Linked DNA regions of Mus musculus: regions 1, 2, 3, 4, 6 and 7 are each linked to region 5. The links are chromatin contacts, called in public HiCAR-type and promoter capture Hi-C maps. All regions are on one chromosome and are shown on one strand. Each heading gives the region's core, a stretch centred on a gene start, on an enhancer-like site or on the middle of the called end of the contact. The rest is flanking DNA. Distances are from core to core; before and after follow the strand shown.

What was found. Promoter capture Hi-C pulls out the DNA fragments that hold promoters and counts their contacts. HiCAR-type assays count read pairs that join an accessible place to other places.
Region 1: a promoter capture Hi-C map of liver shows a contact between it and region 5, with 6 times the contacts expected there. The contact joins the enhancer-like site here to the promoter of Eif5a2 in region 5. A contact is called at or near these places in 4 of 39 promoter capture datasets (frontonasal cranial neural crest, hippocampal neurons, liver and 1 more) and 1 of 484 Hi-C or Micro-C datasets (the G1E-ER4 cell line).
Region 2: a contact with region 5 is called in a HiCAR-type map of astrocytes, with 3 times the contacts expected there. The contact joins the enhancer-like site here to the promoter of Eif5a2 in region 5. A contact is called at or near these places in 3 of 39 promoter capture datasets (the 3T3-L1 cell line, embryonic stem cells and maxillary cranial neural crest) and 3 of 115 datasets of contacts at active chromatin or transcription factors (astrocytes, extraembryonic endoderm stem cells and trophoblast stem cells).
Region 3: a contact with region 5 is called in a promoter capture Hi-C map of hippocampal neurons, with 6 times the contacts expected there. The contact joins the promoter of Ghsr here to the promoter of Eif5a2 in region 5. A contact is called at or near these places in 5 of 39 promoter capture datasets (cranial neural crest, frontonasal cranial neural crest, hippocampal neurons and 2 more).
Region 4: a HiCAR-type map of astrocytes shows a contact between it and region 5, with 4 times the contacts expected there. The contact joins the promoter of Nceh1 here to the promoter of Eif5a2 in region 5. A contact is called at or near these places in 6 of 39 promoter capture datasets (the 3T3-L1 cell line, 3T3-L1-derived adipocytes, hippocampal neurons and 2 more) and 1 of 115 datasets of contacts at active chromatin or transcription factors (astrocytes).
Region 6: a promoter capture Hi-C map of hippocampal neurons shows a contact between it and region 5, with 4 times the contacts expected there. The contact joins the promoter of Mecomos here to the promoter of Eif5a2 in region 5. A contact is called at or near these places in 2 of 39 promoter capture datasets (hippocampal neurons and liver).
Region 7: a contact with region 5 is called in a promoter capture Hi-C map of liver, with 5 times the contacts expected there. The contact joins the enhancer-like site here to the promoter of Eif5a2 in region 5. A contact is called at or near these places in 10 of 39 promoter capture datasets (the 3T3-L1 cell line, 3T3-L1-derived adipocytes, the HPC-7 cell line and 5 more) and 2 of 115 datasets of contacts at active chromatin or transcription factors (astrocytes and large pre-B cells).

Annotation. Positions count from the first base shown.
Region 1 is chr3:27,268,968-27,271,973 of GRCm38.p6, reverse strand. The region is part of intron 1 of Gm42192 (a long non-coding RNA gene); the gene reads right to left. Among named protein-coding and RNA genes, the nearest start is that of Gm42192, 10 kb to the right of the region's middle. Within about 2 kb of position 1,718, at least 105 of the 459 cell types and tissues checked have an H3K27ac peak or open chromatin away from gene starts, as enhancers often do. A contact at or near this core is called in liver and pre-B cells, where this site is marked.
Region 2 is chr3:27,477,365-27,480,267 of GRCm38.p6, reverse strand. The region is part of intron 11 of Fndc3b (fibronectin type III domain containing 3B); the gene reads left to right. Among named protein-coding and RNA genes, the nearest start is that of Gm32738, 3.7 kb to the left of the region's middle. Within about 2 kb of position 1,562, at least 18 of the 459 cell types and tissues checked have an H3K27ac peak or open chromatin away from gene starts, as enhancers often do. A contact at or near this core is called in astrocytes and trophoblast stem cells, where this site is marked.
Region 3 is chr3:27,369,935-27,372,749 of GRCm38.p6, reverse strand. Ghsr (growth hormone secretagogue receptor) reads right to left here and starts at 1,399. Exons shown (of 3, transcript NM_177330.4): 1 at 1,308-1,399; 2 at 164-1,111. The coding sequence starts at 953.
Region 4 is chr3:27,181,510-27,184,383 of GRCm38.p6, reverse strand. It overlaps Nceh1 (neutral cholesterol ester hydrolase 1), which reads right to left and starts at 1,380. Exons shown (of 5, transcript NM_178772.3): 1 at 1,169-1,380. The coding sequence starts at 1,306.
Region 5 is chr3:28,779,852-28,782,902 of GRCm38.p6, reverse strand. It overlaps Eif5a2 (eukaryotic translation initiation factor 5A2), which reads right to left and starts at 1,626. Exons shown (of 5, transcript NM_177586.6): 1 at 1,490-1,626; 2 at 687-887; 3 at 71-175. The coding sequence starts at 851. It overlaps 1700112D23Rik (RIKEN cDNA 1700112D23 gene), which reads left to right and starts at 1,781. Exons shown (of 3, transcript NR_166152.1): 1 at 1,781-1,932.
Region 6 is chr3:30,018,402-30,021,296 of GRCm38.p6, reverse strand. Mecomos (a long non-coding RNA gene) reads right to left here and starts at 1,357. Exons shown (of 3, transcript XR_003954597.1): 1 at 1,157-1,357; 2 at 744-826. All of the region lies in intron 2 of Mecom (MDS1 and EVI1 complex locus), which reads left to right.
Region 7 is chr3:27,319,763-27,322,726 of GRCm38.p6, reverse strand. The region is part of intron 1 of Tnfsf10 (tumor necrosis factor (ligand) superfamily, member 10); the gene reads right to left. Among named protein-coding and RNA genes, the nearest start is that of Tnfsf10, 4.2 kb to the right of the region's middle. Within about 2 kb of position 1,361, at least 43 of the 459 cell types and tissues checked have an H3K27ac peak or open chromatin away from gene starts, as enhancers often do. A contact at or near this core is called in liver, where this site is marked.

The DNA of each region.
Region 1 (3,006 bases), core at 469-2,968, 1.5 Mb after region 5:
GTCCAATTTTCTGAGGAACCGCCAGACTGATTTCCAGAGTGGTTGTACAAACTTGCAATCCCACCAACAATGGAGGAGTGTTCCTCTTTCTCCACATCCTCGCTGGCATCTGCTGTCACCTGAATTTTTGATCTTAGGAAAAGAATGTTTTCTATGATAAGAAAAATACCGATAATCCCGGAGACTGCAAAGTGGAGGGTTGAGTTAAAAGCTAGCCTGGGCTATGTAATGAGACCCTGACTCAAGTCAGACCAAGCACCCTGCAAACAATAAGGGCGAAAGAAAGAAAGGGAAAGAATTTAAGTCTAAGCATAAGAAAAAGAATCATTCTATATTTGTCAGAAGAAACATTGATAAAAAGAACTGTCTGTGTGTGTGTGTGTGTGTCTGTCTGTCTGTCTGTCTGTCTGTGTGTTTAAGAGAACAACATAAAAGCTAACTCTACTGCTCCTTGTTTATTAAGTTATGTTTAGGTTTGGTCTGTTGCTATGTATTGTAATGCTAAGTGAGGGCCTCCAAGACCTGATTGTCCCCAGAGATGAGAGTTTGCACATAGACCTAAGTGATGCTATGTGACTTTGCTCCCAAGTTATTTCTAATTAGTAAATAAAGATGCCTACAACCTATAGCTGGGCAGACTTGAGATAGGTGGTGCTTGGTGTTCCCTGCCTGGGATCTGAGGAGAGGCAAGGAGGGAAGAAGAGGGGAAGAAAGGAGAAAGACTCCATAGGTTGAGTCATGGAAAAATAGCCCGGAGGGCTGGCCAACTGAAGTCAAGAACAGCCCAGATGAAACACAGTAATAACTCGGAGTTATCAATAGGAAATAGATTTTAATAGCATAGTGGGTAGATATCTGCCCAGCTCTAGTGCTGATTAAGGCTTATTGTAAATAATAAAAGTTGTGTGTCTTTTTTCCAGAAACCGAATGATCAAAGGCAGAGTAAAAACCTCGGGTTAGGATTAAATATTTTCAACAACAAAAGTTACATTCACTAGATTATTTTCTGAATGCAAATTTTCTTTGTCCGAGACGGTTGGAGGTCTTTCATGTAAAAGAAAGGCTCTATCAAGGTCGGTAGAGCATTGAAATAGCAGACCATTTGAGTCTCCAACGGCTGAGGTGGGAAGAGGAAAGGGGTCACCCTCTGTCTCAGTCCAGCTGCATCCTGCCCCTGGGGGAGGAACAGGGTTCTCTGCCCTGAAACTTCCCACTACAGAAGGCAGGTTAACCTTCGGGTTGAGCAGCAACAGCTGTGGGTGTTTCTCCTCTGAAGAAAAATTCTGAAGAGGTGAACTTGAAATGCTGAAGGAAAGGAAACATAAGGTTCAAGTCACTTACGTTGCAGGGTAGAGCCTTAATCCTGCTACTGGAGGCCATCCTAATTACCCAAGCCTCCGATGGAGCAAGCCTGATGAAGCAAACCTAGAGACAGAGATTGGTGGAGACAGTACTATTTGAGTTCAGGCTTTGGGGTTAAGGATTCCCCTTTTTCAAAAGGAAACAGGCGGGCCAGATGTCTCCATGATCACACCTAACAGTTTGACAGAACCAGGCGCCAGCCAGTCTTGCTCTGTGAACAATGAAAGCAAAGGATTTGATTCTTTGTTTCCCTTTACGGTTCTGGAAATTCCAGTGCTCACCCCAGGAAGTCTCCTCTGAGAGCTGTCAATTCTGGGGTTGCACAACAGGTTGTTGTAAATTTACAAGGCAGGACAGACTTGCCAAGTGCCCTTGACTGAACTTCAGTGCCCCCTACTGCTTCTTCCTGGGCTTTGCTTCCTCCCAGCTACATCCATAAAGACTATGCCGGAGAAAGAAACAGTGTTGTCCTGAGAAAACCAGTGTCTATAGTAACTGTAGCAGCTGGCTGTCAAGGTAAAGTTTGTGTATAATGAACATTCTTTGAAGGGGCAGGCAGGGGTGAGTAGGAGTCTCATGCAGTCCAAACAGTTGTCAAAACCACTCTGTCACTAAGGATGACCTTGAACTCCTGGTTGTCCTGAGTCACCACATGTGGCTTTGCATACCTGTACTCTTAAACACTGAGTACCTTTGCCAGCCTGCTGTTCTCCCAGGTGGAAATCACCCTCTTCTCCATGGGATGAGGTGTTACGAATTCTGCAGGACTTGAGGTCAGCACTGCGGATTTAAGCCCTTGGAAACTGTTCCTGAGAGATTAATGTGGCTTTTTTCCAATCATATATATATGTATACATATATATATGCACACACACACATATATATACACACATATATCTGTATATATATGTATATATGTGTGTGTATATGTATATATGTATATATGTATATATATATACACACACACACTCTCTATATATATACACTGTCTCTTTCTATATATATATATATAGAGAGAGAGAGAGAGAGTGTGTGTGTGTGTGTGTGCCTTGTATATGTGTGTACGTGTGCCTGACGGGGCCAGAGGAGTAGCAAATACTCCCAACCCCTGAGCACCATCTCTCCAGCCCTGAGATTCATTGTAGCCGGCAGAAAATTAGTTTGCTTATAATTTTCAGGAAACTGGGTGGAGTATATCATAGATAAATTTTGAATTGAGTCCAAAATAATAAGGTAGTGTATTCTTTTGGTGAGGGTGCTAAGTGTATTGTTGGGGTCAGGTCCTGTCACAGGAACACATTCACTTGGCTGTAGTCCCAGCTTTCAGTATATTACTGTACTCAACTAATTAAGTGAGCTAAAGCCTATATTAATGTAAAAAGAAAAAAAACTCAAAGTCTTCCCTTGCACGGAAAAAAATCCATTTTTTTTTTAATTCATAGAGAAGGGGAAAGAAATCAGAAGCAAAACCAAACAGATTAGCTTTCAGATGGTAAGACACAGGGCACTTCAAAGTGGCAGGGAATAGAAAAGCTAAGCTGGATTGCCCTGAACACTTCCTCCCTGCTGACTAGCTTCCAAAAATGCTGAGAGACACCATGTAGGCTAACGGGAAATGAGCCTTACCAATGGACATAGATCCCA
Region 2 (2,903 bases), core at 313-2,812, 1.3 Mb after region 5:
TATACAGGTCACTTCTGTCTATCTGTCTGTCTGTCAGCCTGTCTCCCTCCCTCCCTCCTTTTCCCACCCCCATGTGAGTGACTGAGAGATAAATGTGTGGAAAGCAGAGGTTGGTTTCATGTTTCTTCCTTAATCATCCTCACCTTGGTTTTTTGAGCCATGAGCTCTCTGAGTTAGCTCAACACTGCCACTAGACCGGCCAGCAACCTCCAGGGAGTCTTGCCTCCACTTCCCCAACACTGATATTCCAGATGCAGGTGCCCTAAAACTGAGCCATTCCCCAGCCCCAGGCAACTGCTTCTCCTGCTAACTGCCTCCGTTCCTTCCCCTTCCACTGGAACATTCTCAGCCCGTTTCCTGCTCCCGCCAGAGCCCAGATGCACACCAGTATCTGGAGAAACTTGTAGCGAAGCCATGTCAACTTCTCTAAACCAAGGCCCCAGTGACCATCCCTGCCTGTTTCAGGTAGCCACGCCTCCCGTGGGAAATGAGTAGCTAGTGTTCCTGGGGCTGAAAGGTGTGCTATGTCTGTTCCCTGCATGCAGCCACAAACCACCCCACCCTCCATCTTGACTTGGAAAAGTTACTGTGCCTGTGAGGGTAAAGCGGGGCCTGGCACTGGAAACTATAAATCTACCCAGATGTGCAGTGTCCCCAGCTCCCCCTCATAGGCCTCAGCTATTATATAGCTTGCTGAACACATCTCAAGCCAGTATTTATCTTTGATGTTGCCTAGAGTCTGCCAGTCCTGGAACAACGTCTAAATATAGATGCATGAGCAGACTAAACCATAGCATAGAACCTGGCAAAAGTTCATTTGGCCAGTGTAGCCTTGTTTCTTTTGGTTTTCAATTGAATTTTTATCACATTAAACTATACTGCTGCAGGAAGTGCCCAGCTCAGTGACTTGGTCCGTGTCTGCACTCCATAGCCATGGTCTACCGTAGGTGACACTCTACAATCAACTTCATGTAACTTACTTAGCAGGCAGTAACCACCCTGGAAAGTGCAGGGAGAACAGTGGGAAGAGAGAAAGGATGCAAACATGGCCAGAGAGAGAGTTCGTTCACCGTGGGGTCTGGCACCTTTAGCTTAGCCATTTGTGAATGTGTGTGTTCATGTGGGTGTGTGTGTGGAGTCAGGTGTCATTCCTCGGGCACCGTGCGCCTTCTTGTTTTGTTCTGTTTTGTGTTTTTGAGACAGGTAGGCCAGGCAGCCCCGGGAACCTGTATGGTTGCATCCCCAGCTCTGGGATCGCAAGCGTGTGCCACCTCACCGTTTTCCTGTGTGGACTCCGAGACACAGCTTTAGATCCCCTGCTTCTATGGAGAGCATTTGCCAGCTCAGCCATCCACCCCCGTTCCCCTGAGCCAAGAATGAAGATGTTGTGGAAAATAAACAAGGGGGCATTGCTAATCTATTAATTTCAAGGCAATTGAAAATGCCAGCCAGCTTCAGTGGTCGGTGCCAGTTTGGTTGGACATCTCTTCCAGCACTGGTGGTGCCAAGCTAATTGGGAATGTTAGCCAGAGCATCGCAGCCCCCACGGTGTACAGAGTTCCTCTGGCAGGCAAACGCAAGCCTGAGTTAATTGGGATGCTCGTGAATGATGTGTGTAGAATTAGCCCAGAAGTGCTCAGTTCCTGGAGCAGAAACCAGCCCTTGTAGAAAGTCCATCTTCCCACGTCCCGAGGACAGCTGCCCTGAGGATAGTCAGTAGAGGAAGAGCCACTGGAGAAAGCTTTTCTTACTGTTTGCCATCTTTCTATTACATTCTTTGTCAAATTAACACAAACAGAAACATGCTGTTTTTAAGCCCATTTTAAAGTTTAAAAATTAGTCAGGTCCTATAAACAGAATCAAGTACTTTTTTGTGCCCCTCCCTACCCACTTTCAAGCAGGCTGCGCCTTCGGTCAATTGGCTTTTCTCCTGGATCTCTTTCCCTTTGTGTCCTCTCAGAGAACTAGAAGCCTGCCTAGGGGTGGAGGTCCTGGGGAAAGCTGTTTTATACATGCTCAAACCTTGGAATGGCATGCAAAAAAGTCTCAGCCCAGGGACTGGGAATGTAACTCAGAGGTACAGTGCTTCTCTATCTTGTGTAGGCCTCTGGGTTCCATCCTCAGTATGAGAGAGAGAGAGAGAGAGAGAGAGAGAGAGAGAGAGAGAGAGAGAGAGAGAGAGAGAGAGAGAGAGAGAGAGAGAGAGAGAGAGAGAGAAAGAAAGAGAGAAAGAGAGAAAGAAAGAGAGACCAACCCCAAGAGCAATTTTTTTGCTTGGTCTAAATTGCAGTTCTGTAAAGTGAAATAACTACATTGCCCCCAAGAGGCAGTGTGGATTAATCGCTGTTGTCTAGATGTTTGACTATGACTTTAGCAACTGCAGTAAGTACTTTTTGAAAGCCATTTGAAAGGTCCTTTACTTTATCAGATGGCTTTGAAAGGACATGCCCATAGCTTAGGGCACATAAAAGTGGAACCTTTTGTTTAAGCGCTTGGTCAATGAGGCTCACGGTCTTCTGCAGGCCTCTGTCTCTGTCATGCAGGATGTACAACAGAAGTTGGCTAAAGTTAAGAGAAGAGACATACAGAGTATGGAACTGTAGAACACGATACACAGTAATGGCTTTCAATCACCACATTTTTAACATGGTTACTTTTGAGAGACCCATGTGTGTTACAAGATGGCCTCAGCTTGGCTTGGTAGAGTGGCTTGTGTTTGAACTGCTGATCCTACTGCCTTGCCTCCGTGTACAGGGATCACAGGTGTGGGCAAGCACCCTGTTTGTGTAGCACTGGGCATCAGACCCAGGTCTGTTATACACCTAGTCACATACTTTCATGGACCCTATTGCAGGGATTAGTTCAGCTTGGGAACAGCCGGTCAGCACTGTGAATCCTGAGGG
Region 3 (2,815 bases), core at 150-2,649, 1.4 Mb after region 5:
AGGAAAAAAAACCCGAAAGCAGTGAGACCAAGAACCAAGGACAGAGACAGACAGAGACTTGAGAGACTTAGGGAGAGATGGAGACGACCAGAAACAGAAATAGAGGGCTCTGGCAAAGAGCAAGCAGTGGGGGAAGAAAAGCCACCGGGGTGTCAGAACTCACCAAGCATCTTCACTGTCTGTTTGTGGTTCTGGTCCCTGAGCGAGGAGCCCACCGCCGCGTCGCCGCGCCTCCGCCACAGCTTCCTCCCGATGAGACTGTAGAGCACAGTGAGGCAGAAGACCGGCAGGAAGAAGAAGACGCTCGACACCCATACCATCACGGTGAGCAGCCCAGAGCGCACAGCGAACTCGGTGGCGCGGCACTCGTTGGTGTCCCGGGGATCTGTGCCGTTCTCGTGCTCCACGCCCACCAGCACGAAGATGGGCCCCGCGCTGCAGAAGGCCACGGCCCAAATGACAAGGATGACCAGCTTCACACGGCCCTTGGTGACCACCACCTTGGCCCGCAGCGGGAAGCAGATGGCGAAGTAGCGCTCGACGCTCAGCGCGGTGATGGTGAGGACCGTGGCGTAGGTGCAGCTCTCGCTGACAAACTGGAAGAGTTTGCAGAGCAGGTCGCCGAAGTTCCAGGGCCGATACTGCCAGAGGCGGACGAGGTCCAGCGGCATGCACAGGAAGATGAGCAGATCGGAGAAGGCCATGCTGGATAGGTAGAGGTTGGTGGTGGTGCGCAGCTCGCGGAAGCGGGACACCACCAGCATGGTGAGCAGGTTGCCCGAGATGCCCACCACGAAGAGCGCCACGCAGGTGGCAGTGACGCCCGCCAGCAGCGGCGCGGGGAACAGTGGCAGCAGTTCGTCAGAGAGTGAGTCGTTGCCGGGAGAAGCGTCCCAGTCCAGGTCCAGCGTGACGTTAGGCTCCGGCTCCTCGCTGGGCGTCGCGTTCCACATGTTGCCAGGCTTGGGGTCGCAGCCGCGCGGAAATCTGGTCCCCTGAGGAGGTCCTCCTAGGCGCGGAAGAGTGGGGGCCGGGCGGGGGGCGGCGTGGGGGGAGGAATGGGCGCGAGCAGCAGGAAGGATGCTTGGGGAAGAGAGAAGTGAGAAGAAGCCTAGGAGAAGGTGGAATGGGGGTGCGAACATTAGCGATGAAAGGAAGAGAGTGACCCACTGCACGTCTCTCCCTATTTCCTTCCGTTCCTCCTCTCCCCTCCCTCCCACATCTCTCTTTTCTTCCCCCTTCCCACTATCTTCCCCACACAGTCCCGGTCTCCCAATACAGCCTCGACTGTACACGCACTCACTTACCTGTCACTCTATCGGCGGCGCCACCAGCAGTGCCTGGCACTGGAGATCTCGCCCCAGCAGCCTGTCGTGCTCCCCACAGCGTCCGAGTGCGTGGGCTCTGCGGAAGGCAGGCGCTGCAAAGCGAGTGTGTGAGGGCTCCTCTCTCCACTCTTGGGCGCTAGGGTGGCCGGGAAGGATAGGTCATTTGGGTAAAGTAATGAAGGGTGGAGACCGTAGTGAAAGATGCCTTCAGCAGCGGGATCAAAGCTCTTCCTTCACAGAGAGACGGGAGAAAAAGCGAGTGTTCCCCTCGGTGGAGAAAGAAAGGCAGAGGGGAAAACGGAAGCTTCTATTTGTATTCAAATCAGAGGAGACAGTGCGCACCTGGGAAGAGCTTCTGGCAATCTTAGAACACACCCCAGTGGGTGTTCGCCCGGATTTTAAACCCAGAATCTGCTCTGAGATCACAGATCAAAACCAGAGCTGGTTCATTCTCCAAGTGTGCGAAAGCCCTGTTCTAAATCCCAGCCCTAGGACTTGGTGTGGTTAAGGGGTATGCTGGATGAGCATGAAAGTCACCTTTACAAACTGAAGTAAACTAGCGCAGGGACAAGAACGCTGCAGAGACCCACACAGGGGGAAATGTGTGGCAAGTGCAGGAGCAGAAGCAGCCTGTGCTGCCAGGCTGGCGCACGTCGAGGGTGAGCAGTAAACTTCTTAAAAGCTTGGTTTGGAGAGATCAGCTACTTAGAAGCTGCGATCCCCCCCCCCCCCCCCGGCCAAGAGCTCCAACCTTCGGAGCTTTAGTTTGCTGTTGTTTCTTTGTAAAATGCTAGACAGCGTAAGGATCATTGGGGATGGAAGCCAAACATCTGAGATGCCTGAGCCATTTGACAAATTAATAAGGGCTAGCGTTTCTTCCTGGTTGCTAGTGAGAAAGGGGATTTTCATTCGATGGGAATGAATTTCAGGGCATCTCGGTACTAACAAGGGTCTTCCGAGAACGACCTGCGCATCTGCTGTTCAGATCTGGGAATCCACACCTGAAAAATTGAGAAGACCCTTTGAGAGCTCAGAGCCTCTTCATGGTTCCTGCTCATTAACAGGAACTGTTCAGCACCTCGGCCAGCGCCCGAGCCCCTCACATGTGCACGTGTTCTGATCTGCCTCCTCAAGCCTGAAGCTTTTCCCAACAGTCTTGTGCTTCAGTGCTGAAGGAGGGAGACCACCCACCAAAATGCAGATCAATCATTAACAGTTTCTTGCATACCGGAGTGCAATACCACATGCCTTTGCTAGATGGCTTATTGCCTTCTCTATCACCTAAATTGTTAGCTCACAAGTCAGACAGGAACTCAGTGTATGCACATGTACATGAGACTCACAATGAAAAAAATCAAAATATTGTGTGAAGGAAGTTTGACTCACAGTTTGCCTGTGACTTCACCACACCATGGCTTAGTTACACTGATGCATTACAGACTTTGTTCCAAATTGACTTTGAATTTATCTAAAATATCGTCAAACCC
Region 4 (2,874 bases), core at 131-2,630, 1.6 Mb after region 5:
TGGGGCAGCTGCAGTCAAGTTAGAGGCTAGCCTGGTCTACAGAGCAAGTTCCAGTATAGCCAGGGTTATAAAGAAACTTTGTCTTGAAAAAACAAAACAAACAGTATTAAGGCTCAGTGTTGGGCAGAGGTGGAGGGTGGCTTGATTGTGGAGAAGCGCTGGGAACCTGCATATCTCTGACTACTCAAAAATACGATGCAGTCATGGCGTTCAGCCTTAGCTGCAGACTGCGCTTCTGATACTAAAAGCAATCCTCCTATCATGGAATAAACCAATGACACTGTCCTCCCCACGGGGGAGCAATGTGCAGGAGCAGGATACAGTGCAGAGAAATGCCACCCTGCAGGTTAAAAGAAGGCCACACCGCTCCGGCTCAGGCCAAGGTTATCTCCCAGACATCGAAGGACGCAAAACAAATGCCACAAGAAAACAGCCTTCAAACAGGGACCGTTACAGCCCTCCGGGATTGCTAGTCTCCCGGCCTTCTTTTCTTCCGCTGAGCTGAGAAATGCCAGGGAGAGAACCGAAGGTCAGAGCGGTTCCTCCTAGCCTGCGATCCCCAGAAGGAGCGCTAAGGCCTGGGGACGTTAGGAGACTGCCTGTGCCCGCTTCTGCTCACCGGTGAATCACAATCCCCTTAGCAAAAAAAAAAAAAATTAACTCCTCCTTTGCAAGCCAGTGGGACAACAGAGGTGGGGGCGAGGTGGTTTATAAATTACCAAAGGCTCTGGCTCAAGACACAGCGAACCAAGAAAGCAGGGGAGCTAATTAGGTCCTAGGAAAGGTTAAACAGCTGTCAGAGACGCCAGGCGAGGAGAACTTCACCTGTTTCCACTCCTATCTGCCTGTGGACTTCAAGGATGCGAACAGGACATCCTCGGTGCCCGGGCTAGGGGTCCTGGGGAATCGTGCACTCTGAGAAAACATGGGTGACACCGGGTGCCCCCACTGCATTACACGGATGCAAACACGACACCCTCAGACCCCAGAGATCAGAAGAAGCAGGGAGAGGCAGATGCGCGTTCACGGAAACACGGGATATCCCTATTGCAGGACAAGGATGCAAATGTGACATCCTCAAAGGGCCCATGGGCAACCGGGATAAGCGATGGGGGTTTCGTTTAGAGGAGCAAGGACGAGACGGGGCATCCCCTTTCGCTCTGCTCACCACTTGCTGCGCGCCGCGGAAAGTGGCGTCCAGCAGCATCAGTTTCCAGGGGTCGGACACCGCGCTGGGCAGTGGGATGTACACGTAGTAGGCAGCCAGAGCCAGCAGAGCGGCCAGTAGGACGCATGACGACCTCATTGTCCCCAGGCCGGGCTGTCCGGAGCTGACCGCGGTACGGTGCGATGCTACCCGGAGAAGACCAGCAAGTTTCTGCCAGCCGCAGCTGCTGTTTCACGTGTTCCTCCTCAGGCTGCGAGCCAATCACAGGCTGCGTCGGGAGGAAGTGGGAGCGCGGATGTGCCCCCTCCGCGGTGTCCTTGCGAATAGCTGCGGGCTCGCCAGGTTGCAGGAAGCAGGGTGGTGCAGCCCGGAGGACACACAGCAACCAGCAACCCCTGGCGGACACTGTGAGTATGACTGCCTGCGATGCCAAGCTGCCTCTGAAGGTGTGGCAAAAGGGGTTCCGGGTCAGCCTGAGCTACCAGAAATAGTATCAGAAGAAAAACTAACAGTAACAAACAAACAATAAATCCGTTGGGTTTGGCACACTTAACTGTTATCCTTGGTCTTGAAAGGAGGAGACAGGATGAAGGCCAAGGTCATCTTGGACTGCATAACAAGTTTGAGTCCATACTGGGCTAGATGAGAAACCCTGCCTCAAGAAAACCAAAGTATCAGACAAACAAGCAAATAGAAAACTCAGATAGTTGCACTGTGCAACTTTCAAAGAATATAAAGCATCTGATCAAAACAAAGAGACTACTGCAAAAGATACCAAAACTCCTCTCGAGAGAAACACTTGATAAAGTCAGTAAGCGGTTTAAAAAGAGAGTTTCTGGCATGGTGGTGCACACAGCCTGGTTCACATTGTGAGTTCTAAGCCACCCATGGCTATATGGGGGGCATTGCACAACAAACACACAGATACACATACACACACACACACACACACACAGAGAGAGAGAGAGAGAGAGAGAGAGAGAGAGAGAGAGAGAACTAATACCTGATTTCTCATAGCTCATGCAATAAGGCCAGTGTTGGCTTCCAAATGCCCTCAGCTGGGCCTGGTGATAGCACCTGTAATCTCAGAATTGGGAAGGTGGAAACAGGAGGACCAGGATTTTGAAGCCAACCTGGGTTATATGAAACCTTGCTGGAAAAAAAAAATAATAGAAAAAAGGTCTGGGAATTCAGTTCAATGACAGAGTGCTTCTCCCCCCCCACACACACAAAGCCCTGGGGTTACTTCTCAGCACCATATATAATCAGTAAAGCAAAGATCTTATCGTAAACTGTTTGTTTTTAATTATGTGATGTGTGTATCTCTGTGTGGAAATGTGCACAGGAGAGCAAGTGTTTGTGGATGCCAGAAGAGAGCACGGGATTCCCTGGATCCTGAGCGGCCTGACATGGGCGCAGGGAACTGGACTCTGGTCCTTCGCAAAACCTTTGAAAAGTGAACACTTAGCTACCAAGCCATTTCTCCACCGCCAAGTGGCTGCTGTTGTTTTAAGAAACTACAGTGATTCTTGATGCTTCCTTCATAGCTTGGAAAGGAGTTTTGTTGTTTTATTGTTTTCTTCTTGGTAATTTTTTTAATGATGCCACTTAAGATAAAGTAAAGCCCTTTCATCATCCTTCCTGTTATTTCAATTCACCACAAATAACACCAAGAACTACAAGAGCTGGAGAACAAGACCATGGAC
Region 5 (3,051 bases), core at 377-2,876:
TCTTGTCAAACTACTACTAAAGAGGGTGTTTATACACTTCTGAAATGCTGTTAAAGAAATCAGTACTTACTTGATAATCGTTTCTCTTAATATTTGGAACATCCATGTTGTGAGTAGAAGGACAAATGTCTTCATATTTTTTGCCAGTGAAAATGTCAATTCCAACAAGGTGTACCTGACAGAGGAGAGAACCACAGGAAACATGTTTAATCTCTGTCAGCTATGTCACTCCCTACACAGCAGCACAATCCCAGCTCTGACTGTAATGGAGCCTTTCACCTCTTCCAAGGTCATCTTACTTTCTTTAAAAAAAGTTGCAGTGACACAGAACGAGATTCAGTAAGTACCCAAAACCCGAACAGTTTCATGGCATCAAAACTCAACACACCACACACGTCAGCAAGTCAATTAACAAGAGTCCACAGAAAGTGAAAACCAAGTCTCTTAGAATTAGAAGAACAGGCTTGTTTCTACTAAACACGGATTTAAAAAAGTTTTAGTTTCCAGTTAATGAAACATTCTAAGGGTCCGATTAAATGGAGAGCTTTACTGAGAGTAATGTCTGACCATTCAAGAGACTGAGGGGAAGGAAAAAAAGTTATTTTTCAATATAGAAACCTCACGATGTAGAATGGAACACGAATGATCTTAACGGTGAAGCCAAAAAATGACTTGGAAGGGCCTACCTTGGCATGACCATGCTTCCCAGTCTTGGAAGTTGACATCTCCACGATTTTGCATGGTCGCCCTTTGAGCACGACGAAGCCGTTTTTGCGCAGGGCTGAGCACTGCATAGGATAAGTGCTGGAAGCCCCTGCATCTCCAGTAGTGAAATCAATTTCGTCTGCCATGGTGGACTGGGGAGATGTGCGGTTTTTCTGAGGGAACTATGCGAAAAGTTTGTTTGCGTTTTAATAACCGGCATGCAGGCGGGGTTATGTCTCATTTTGAAGACAGGTAGCCGAGCATCACTAGCCCGTTATGTTTGCATTTATAGAACACCCACTCTGAGTGGAGTATACTTTGCCATTCAGGCCTCTGAAAACTTTTCCAGCCCTTGGTGGGAGGTGGGGAAAGGAGCCGCAGAAGAGCTCGCCGGAGAGTGAAGGCGACACCAGCGCCCAGCCGGCAGGTCCAGTCCCCACCACCCCACCGCAAGAAGTGCCCACGACCTTCCTGCGCCGGGATGCGGGGCCCGGCGCCTCCCTCCGTCCCATCCCCGCTGCCAAGGTATCAGCCAGGCCGCAGGTTCGGGGAAGACTGGGACAGGAGCACCCGGCCGGTTGCACCTGGCCCTCAGTGCGCCTAGGACCCGCAGCGGCGCCGCCCTGGCATCCCGGTTCGGCCCAGCGGTAAAGGGCCCTAGCTCCGGCGGTCCCGCGCTTGCCGCCCTCCAGTTCCCAAGCATCTCGGCTCCTCCCCTCGCCCGGACCCCAGCATCACCGGCTGCATCCCCCGCCGCCCCGCCGACCCGGCCCCAGGTCTTCACCTTCCGGCCCCGCACCGCACGCCTTTGCTGCGTCCGCCGGTCCCTGCGGCTGCGGCGGCGCTGGCGGCCGCGGCTGGTCCAGGAGACGGGGCGGGGCCGCCACGCTTCCCACACCCGGCTCCCCGCCCCGGCCCGCCCAGCCCGGGCCCGCCCCGCCGCGACCACACTTCCGGGATAGGCCCCGGCGCGCCACAGGCCCCGCCTCCAGGTCGCCCATTGGCTCGAAGCTTCCCGAGGTCCCGCCCCGTCACGTGAAGCTCGCCCTGGCAACCCCACGTGCTGCGGATTAGTGCACTTCCGGCGTGCAGAGCTGCCTGCAGTCGACTGTTTGAAGCTTCGCAGTGTTCCCGGGCGAGATGCATCCTCATCTTCAGTTCGGCGCCCAGTTGACCTTGGGGACGACTATTAGGACCAGGTAGCTTGCTCTGGGCCCTAGCACGCAGGTGCGTGGATGCTGTCACTTAATGGTCTTCAAACTCTCAAGTCCTGCTGATTTTGCAAGAGTCCCGAGTGTTGGTGGAGTGGAACTTTGATTCAAGCTTCTGGTACAGCTTGCAGCCCTCCTTGGGGCTGGAATCCGTGCTTGGAGCTCGAAGAGTGCTAGGTGTGGTATGCTATTTCATGATTCTGCATTGTAGATCCTCAGAGGACTCCAGACACTATGACGAGGTGCTGGTGAAGTCAGCAGTGTTCTCAGGGGCGGGAAATCCCATGTACCCGAGACTCTACGGTGACCTTTGATCTTCCTGGCATCGGTGTGCCCTAGAGTTTGAGGTTTTGTTTTTGTTTTTGTTGTTAAATGATTAAAGACAAAGATTCTCGAGAAGTGTGCTTTCCTTTCACAGTTTTATCATAGCTTCATCTCTCACCTTGGAAAGAATCAAGGTAATTAACTGACCACCCCACAACCCAGTTCATGTTGTTCAGTGATTTGGTATTGCTGTCCTATAAACAAATCTAGTCTCATAGTCACTTACACGTATATGCAGAACACATTTCATTTGTGTTGTCTAGAAGCAATAAGCACATGGCTTCCATAAAGTAAACTCTGCCTCTTGTTACAGAAAGAGCCGAATTAGGACCCCTGGCTTCTGAGTTCCCTCTGCTTTTCCCTATTGTTGTTGTTACTATTGCTCCTGCTAATACTTAAGTAAGAATTACATAGTGTACTGTTTCATCTCTATTATTAAATCTTGACTACTAAAGTTTTTGTTTAAACTAAGGTTAATGTTAGAATATATATGAAATAAGATTTAAGAGGCTTGAAAAAGGAAATCAGATGTACGATCACCTCCATTGTCAGGATATAGTAGAATATTATCACGTTCCAAAATTTTCTGTGCCTTTTGGTCATCAGCCCTCTTTTTCACCCCTACCTTACACCCAGCCAGACCTTCCCAACTATTAACAGTTACTCTTTTACTCCTCATTTTGAATTATGGGGAAAGGCTGGGCAGGACAATAAGGCAGGGTATAAGAGCCACTCATAATCAAAGTTGAAATCACTTCTTTGTCTATCACCATATTCATGTAAGATTTGTATGTGGACCCAAATGACTATT
Region 6 (2,895 bases), core at 108-2,607, 1.2 Mb before region 5:
TCACATGGGGAAGGAGGAGGGAGAGAGCAAATCAACTCGAACAGGTTAACAAAGCCAATGCCTGGCCACTTGGGGAAAGGGAGAAGGAAAAATTTAAAATAAGTTGCAGCAAAATCTAAACTGAGCCCAGGGAAAAGGCTGACACAGAAATGAATTTGGGGGAGAAAGTAGCAAAATGGCCAGGATTCTACTCTAAAACAACAAAAATGGAAGACATGTTTGTGGCCGAGTCCACAGACAATGAGCTATGTATCAATATGTATCAACTGATTCCTCTGGGTTGGGGGAGGGGGCTGGGGGGGGGCAGCATCAACCAGCCAATATCAACCAGCCAAGGATGGCGTTCTTTCAAATGTGTCCTCATGTTTTATCATAGTTACTCTCACAAAGACGTACAAGTTTAGTGTAGTTTACTGTGAAAAGACACCAACTGAAGGTAGCCGTGTGAGTGGCTCCATCTTCTAAATCATGGTGCTTCTTAAGGGCAAACCTGCTACGGGAGCTGGCTTTAATCCAGGAGAGAAGCCCAGTGAAGGAGAAAGGCTTTGGACCCAGCTGATACCAATCAGTAGGCAAAAAGGAAGAAGTAGGGGGTGGGGGAGAGGTAGATAAGATTTAACCTGAGGTCACCAAGGTAAAGTGAATTCCAGGCAGAGTGACAATAATTACATCAGCACTATCAACAATAGTAGTCACTTTGTATTGACCAAATGCTGTGTCCCATGCAAGATTCTACGACTTACGTTTAGTGCTTCATACGATTCCCTCACACTGGGATAGGTCTGCATTTCAATGACAAGGTCCTGCAGAAGGTTGGGCAGTAGATCTGGACAATATAAAACAAAGAAATGAGTCAAGGGTGTGCAGAAGCTGAAGATCTGTGACCAGATCATTACAGTCATTCAGATGGATGGTCCCAGGCATCCAAGTTTAGGCTCACTAAGACCAAGCACGCGTCTGGTCAGCAAATACCTCTTTAGTACTTGTTTCAGCTTAGACCCTAGGCAACAAGGGGTAAATTATACCTACCTAATTCTCGTTTTTCTGGCATGTGAAGTTTACCAGAGGACATTGTAAGTAAGGCATGCCTTTTCTGACCTGAGGGGCGGGTGTGATGTGTGGGCGAGCACGCATGCGCGCTCCTGTTCGAGCTTACCTCTTTGGGTCCCTGTTCACCTTTGTTTATAAGGCTCTCTTGCTGATTAGCCTGATTAGCAGAGGACACAGTAAATGGGAATGGAGAAGCTCAGGTGCATGCCAGACATGGACAGACATCTTCCAGGGAAGCAGAGCGAGAGCGAGAGAGCGAGAGAGCGAGAGAGAGAGAGAGAGAGAGAGAGAGAGAGAGAGAGAGAGAGAGAGAGAGTGAAAGAGAGAGAAAGAGAGAGAGAGCAAGAGAGCGAGGAGAGAGAGAAACAAAAAAAACCCAAACGAATTGTTAAAATTCTCCTCTCCCAAAGTCAAGATAAGAATTAGGGCAACTGACGTTGGAGCAGAACAAAGGATTAAAAAAGTACAGTCACACTTGCAGGCGGGACTAGCTTCCGTGTTGTGCATACGTGGGTGTTTACTTGAGTCTGGTATACAGACACATTGCAACTTACTTATTTTGACCTGTTCCCACGGAGTCAGAGCACCTCACGCTTACATTACCCAATGGATTTTCCCAACACTCTCATTATGCTGATATTATGAAACTTGCATGGAAATCAACTCAAAGGTTAAGTGACTTACCCAAAGGTACACAAGAGGAGTGGAGGCGAGGCGTGCATGCCTTCCAACTCACTCTCTCCACAGATTAGAAGGCTGAAAGCACTTTTGAGTAAGTTTCTAAAACCCTGGGGAGGACTTCGACCCTGGAGTTATTGCACACTGTGCTAAACACTGTCTTGAAAAGGCTGAATTAATTAAAATGAATAAAATAATGAAAAAGAAAAAAGCAATTCGTACAGAGTTGAGGTGAGTTCCAAACACATTAACTGCCTTAGTTCTGCTCCAGCATAGACATAAGAGAAGATTTGGCATTTTGAGAATGACCATGGTTAGTTTTCTCTAGAAACTGAAGATAGTTATAAAATGCCCTCAGTGGTATAAAAGATGCCCTTTATCCTATTGGCACAGGTGTACGTTGTGCGTTTTGTGACTCTTTGTTTCTTAGACTTGTGAGTATATATTGGCTTGTCTCTTTTTTTCCTTTTGAATGTGTTCACATCGAAAGCATCAGACAGTCAGATAAGAGAAAAAGAATGCTATTCTGTGCTCCCCTCCCACTTTGCTGTGTTTTATTAAGCTGCTTATTTATCATACGGTGTTCACTGAAACTTTAAAAGAAGCCTTTTTGTTGTGATACTTCAGCCACTCAGCATAATGGCTCAGGAAATAGATCAAAATAGCCAAGGAAAATATTTTAAATATGGCAGCTGTAGTTGAAGTTTGGGAAATAAATCTTTGAGAACAATAATTTATTCACTTGAGCTGTTGTTTCAGCAAAGTATTTCATCTTAGTTTCAGAATAGTTGCTATTCATTACTAAATATGTTTAAAAATCGAAGCAGAGAAATTGATTTCATTCTTTCCAGACATCCTAAAAAATACTCAGGTGTTAAAGTTGGGTGCTGTATCGGTAAAAGCAATCAGATAGGGATTGTGGCTATGTGGTTAATTAAAGGTAGTAGGCGCCTTCGGGGTAACTTTGCATCATGGACTTATGGAGGACTTCACACTGTAGGGACAATAACGTGGCGCTCCTTCCGAATGTGCACAGTGCTGTCCTACAAAGACATCAAGATGTGTAGGAAGTCAACCCTCCTGCAGTCCTGCCAAGCCAGACTGACCCCGGCAAATGAAAATAATCAAAAGTAATTAGAAGCGTGCTGGATGACTCCTCCGAGAGCC
Region 7 (2,964 bases), core at 112-2,611, 1.5 Mb after region 5:
TCTGTGTGAAGAGACTCTAAGCTTTATTTGTAACTGCTGGATTTTCGAGCAGAATTTTGGAAACCTTAATTATCCAATCGGACTGCCAGAGTCGACAGAGGATTGGGGAAATCTTAGAGGGAGTGAGGCCACCTTGCCACCTGTGCCAGTTGCTCGGACACCTGTGCACAGAGACAGACTCACTCTGTTTATGCTGTATAGTTAACAAACCTTGGGGTGTGCTGCCACAGTCTATAACCACAGATGTGCTCCAATCTCTTACATAAACGTAGAACTGAAAAGTAGCAATAGTTATACTCTATTTCTCGGGGAATATACAAACTTGGGGCAAACAAGATGACTCAAAGACCAACGTATTTATAACCAACCTTATGACCTGAGTTCAATCCCCAGGACCCACATGGTAGAAGGGAAAAAAATTAACTCTTCCAGGTTGTCCTTTGATACCACCCATATGACACAGCATGTTCCCCCCCACAAACACACATAAATAATAAATAAATGTAATTTTAAAGAAAGAAATATACAAATTTAGGATACAGAGACAACACAGTCAGGAAAATGCTTGCCAGACAAACTTGTGGACTTGAATTCCATCCCCCAAGCCACATAAACAAAGTTAGGACTAAGCCAGGCAATGAATGGGGAATGCACGAATCTAATCCCAGCCTTCATGAGGCAGAGGTAGACAGATCTCTGAGTTCAAGGACAGCCAGGGCTACATATAAAAACCCTGTCCAAAAAAAACAAAAAAAAAAGGAAGAAAGAAAGAAAAAGAAAGAAAGGAAAGGGAAAAAATGAAAGAAAGGGAGAGAGAGAGAGAGAGAGAGAGAGAGAGAGAGAGAGAGAAGCAAGGCAGTCCTGGAGTCCCAGTGGAGAGAAATGGAGTCTGCGGTTGGCCCCTGAGAGACTCTACCAGGTGAGTTCCAAGTTAATGAGAGACCCTGACTCAAATAATAACTGGGAAGAAAGGAAGCAAGAGAAAACAAAAGAAAAAGAAAAAAAAAAAGGTAGGTGGTATCCAAGAAATGACATCAGAGGTCGTCCTCTGGCCCCACACGTATGCGGAGATTCTTGACCAGCATGCCCTATAATAAATAAATCACCATCAGCCATAATTTTCATAATTATTTTCAAATAAAAGGAAAATCTACCTCACCCACTTGGAAAAATTTCCAACTGATTGGGATTATCAAAGTCCTGCTCCATAGGACATACAAACTGCAGGGCCCCCGGAGACCATTGCTATCTGTGAATTTTGTACAGCCATTTTTCTGGAAACTTTCCCTTACCATGCAGTTCCAAACAAGACAGCAGGTCGGATGTTGCACTGTGTACTGGGCAATGTGCACAGTGCAGATTACGTGGGGGATGGGGCTGGCGAGTAGTGCCTGGCACCCACAGCCCTGGGCTCTGGCTCTACCCTGGCTCCAAAGCCCTGTCTAAACTTGGATAATTCATTTCTCCATCAGGTTCTAGACAAGGGAGTGGGGTGTTCACCATCCCTGCCACTCCTCGGCTCCCTAGAGCATATGTCTACCCAACTTGGACACGAGCAACCTGAAGTGGAGTTGGTTTTAACTCTTGTCAGTTTGGCATTCCCAGTCCCGGGGGATTTTCTGCGTTTGTATCTAGGTTCCTCCTGACATAAAGTCCAACTTTTTTCAAAGGAGGAGTTAAATCCTGATTATAAACCACTAGCCAAGTCAAGTCTAATCAGAGGAAAAGGTGGAAGGAAAGCCAGGCCATTGTGTTCACACTATTGTCAACACAGGAACTCCTCTGAGTTATTTAAAAACAAAGCATACTCTTTTAAAAAATAAAATAAAAGTGTGTGTGTGTGTGTGTGTGTGTGTGTGTGTGTGTGTGATATGCAGGGTCTCTCACAGGGCCTGGAGTTCACTAGTAAGACTACATATACCCTCAGCCAGCAAGCCTCAGGGATTCTTCAGTCTTCTCCCTGCAAGCACTGGGATTACAGGTGCATGCTGGGTAATTAGGATCAAACTTGAGTTCTCACGTGTACATAGGAAGCACTTCCCTGACTGATTCCTCCCTCCAAACACATTTCAAACATCTGGTTTATGTGCACCCCCACCCTCAGCCTTACTGGACTGAGAAATGTGATACATTGTGTTAGCATTTTGTCTTACCCCCCCCCCCCAGGTTACCTGGCAACAGCCAGGTGTGCCTGACTCTTCCCCCTCCTCTCTCTCTTGCCTTCTTGCTCTCCATCTGTCCTCTTTTCACTTCCTCCTCTCTCCCATTACCTACCCTCCCCCTTCTCTCTCCACATGTTTATGGCTGACCTCTACTCCTCTGCGCTCTCTCTCCCTCTCCCTCTCCCTCTCCCTCTCCCTCTCCCTCTCCCTCTCCCTCTCCCTCTCCCTCTCCCTCTCCCTCTCCCTCTCCCTCTCCCTCTCCCTCTCCCTCTCCCTCTCTCCCTCCCTCTCCCTCTCTCCCTCCCTTTCTCTATCTATACTACCCTCTTAACTCCCTTCCCCATGCCCTCAGGAGAAGAGATACCTCAGCATGGGCCTGCAGAGGCACCCCCTACCCCCACACCTGACTACAGGTCCACCAAACATTCTTTTCCCTGTGGTTGTATAAAACACAACATTTGGTTCCATGACTTGGATCAGAGTTCTAATCACTATCCGATCACGGGAGAGACAAATGCTAACTCTTTGAGCTTCACTTTGATTTTTGTTCAGACACTTGCTCTTCTACCCACCAGCTTTTCAAAGTGTGACTTGTTTGTTTGAGAGTTTTTCAGACCCACTTCTTTGTCTGGAGGACAGTGGTTATTACAGACTTACAAGTGGTCAAAGTGCAGACAAGATAGATGTCTGCTGGGCATGGGGTAATCTATGCCACTCCCTCACCTCAAGGTCCAGGCAACTGCAGGGCAGAAGTCTAGAGGTCTAGGCTCAGTCAGTAACAAGCAAACAATGAGCTCAAGGT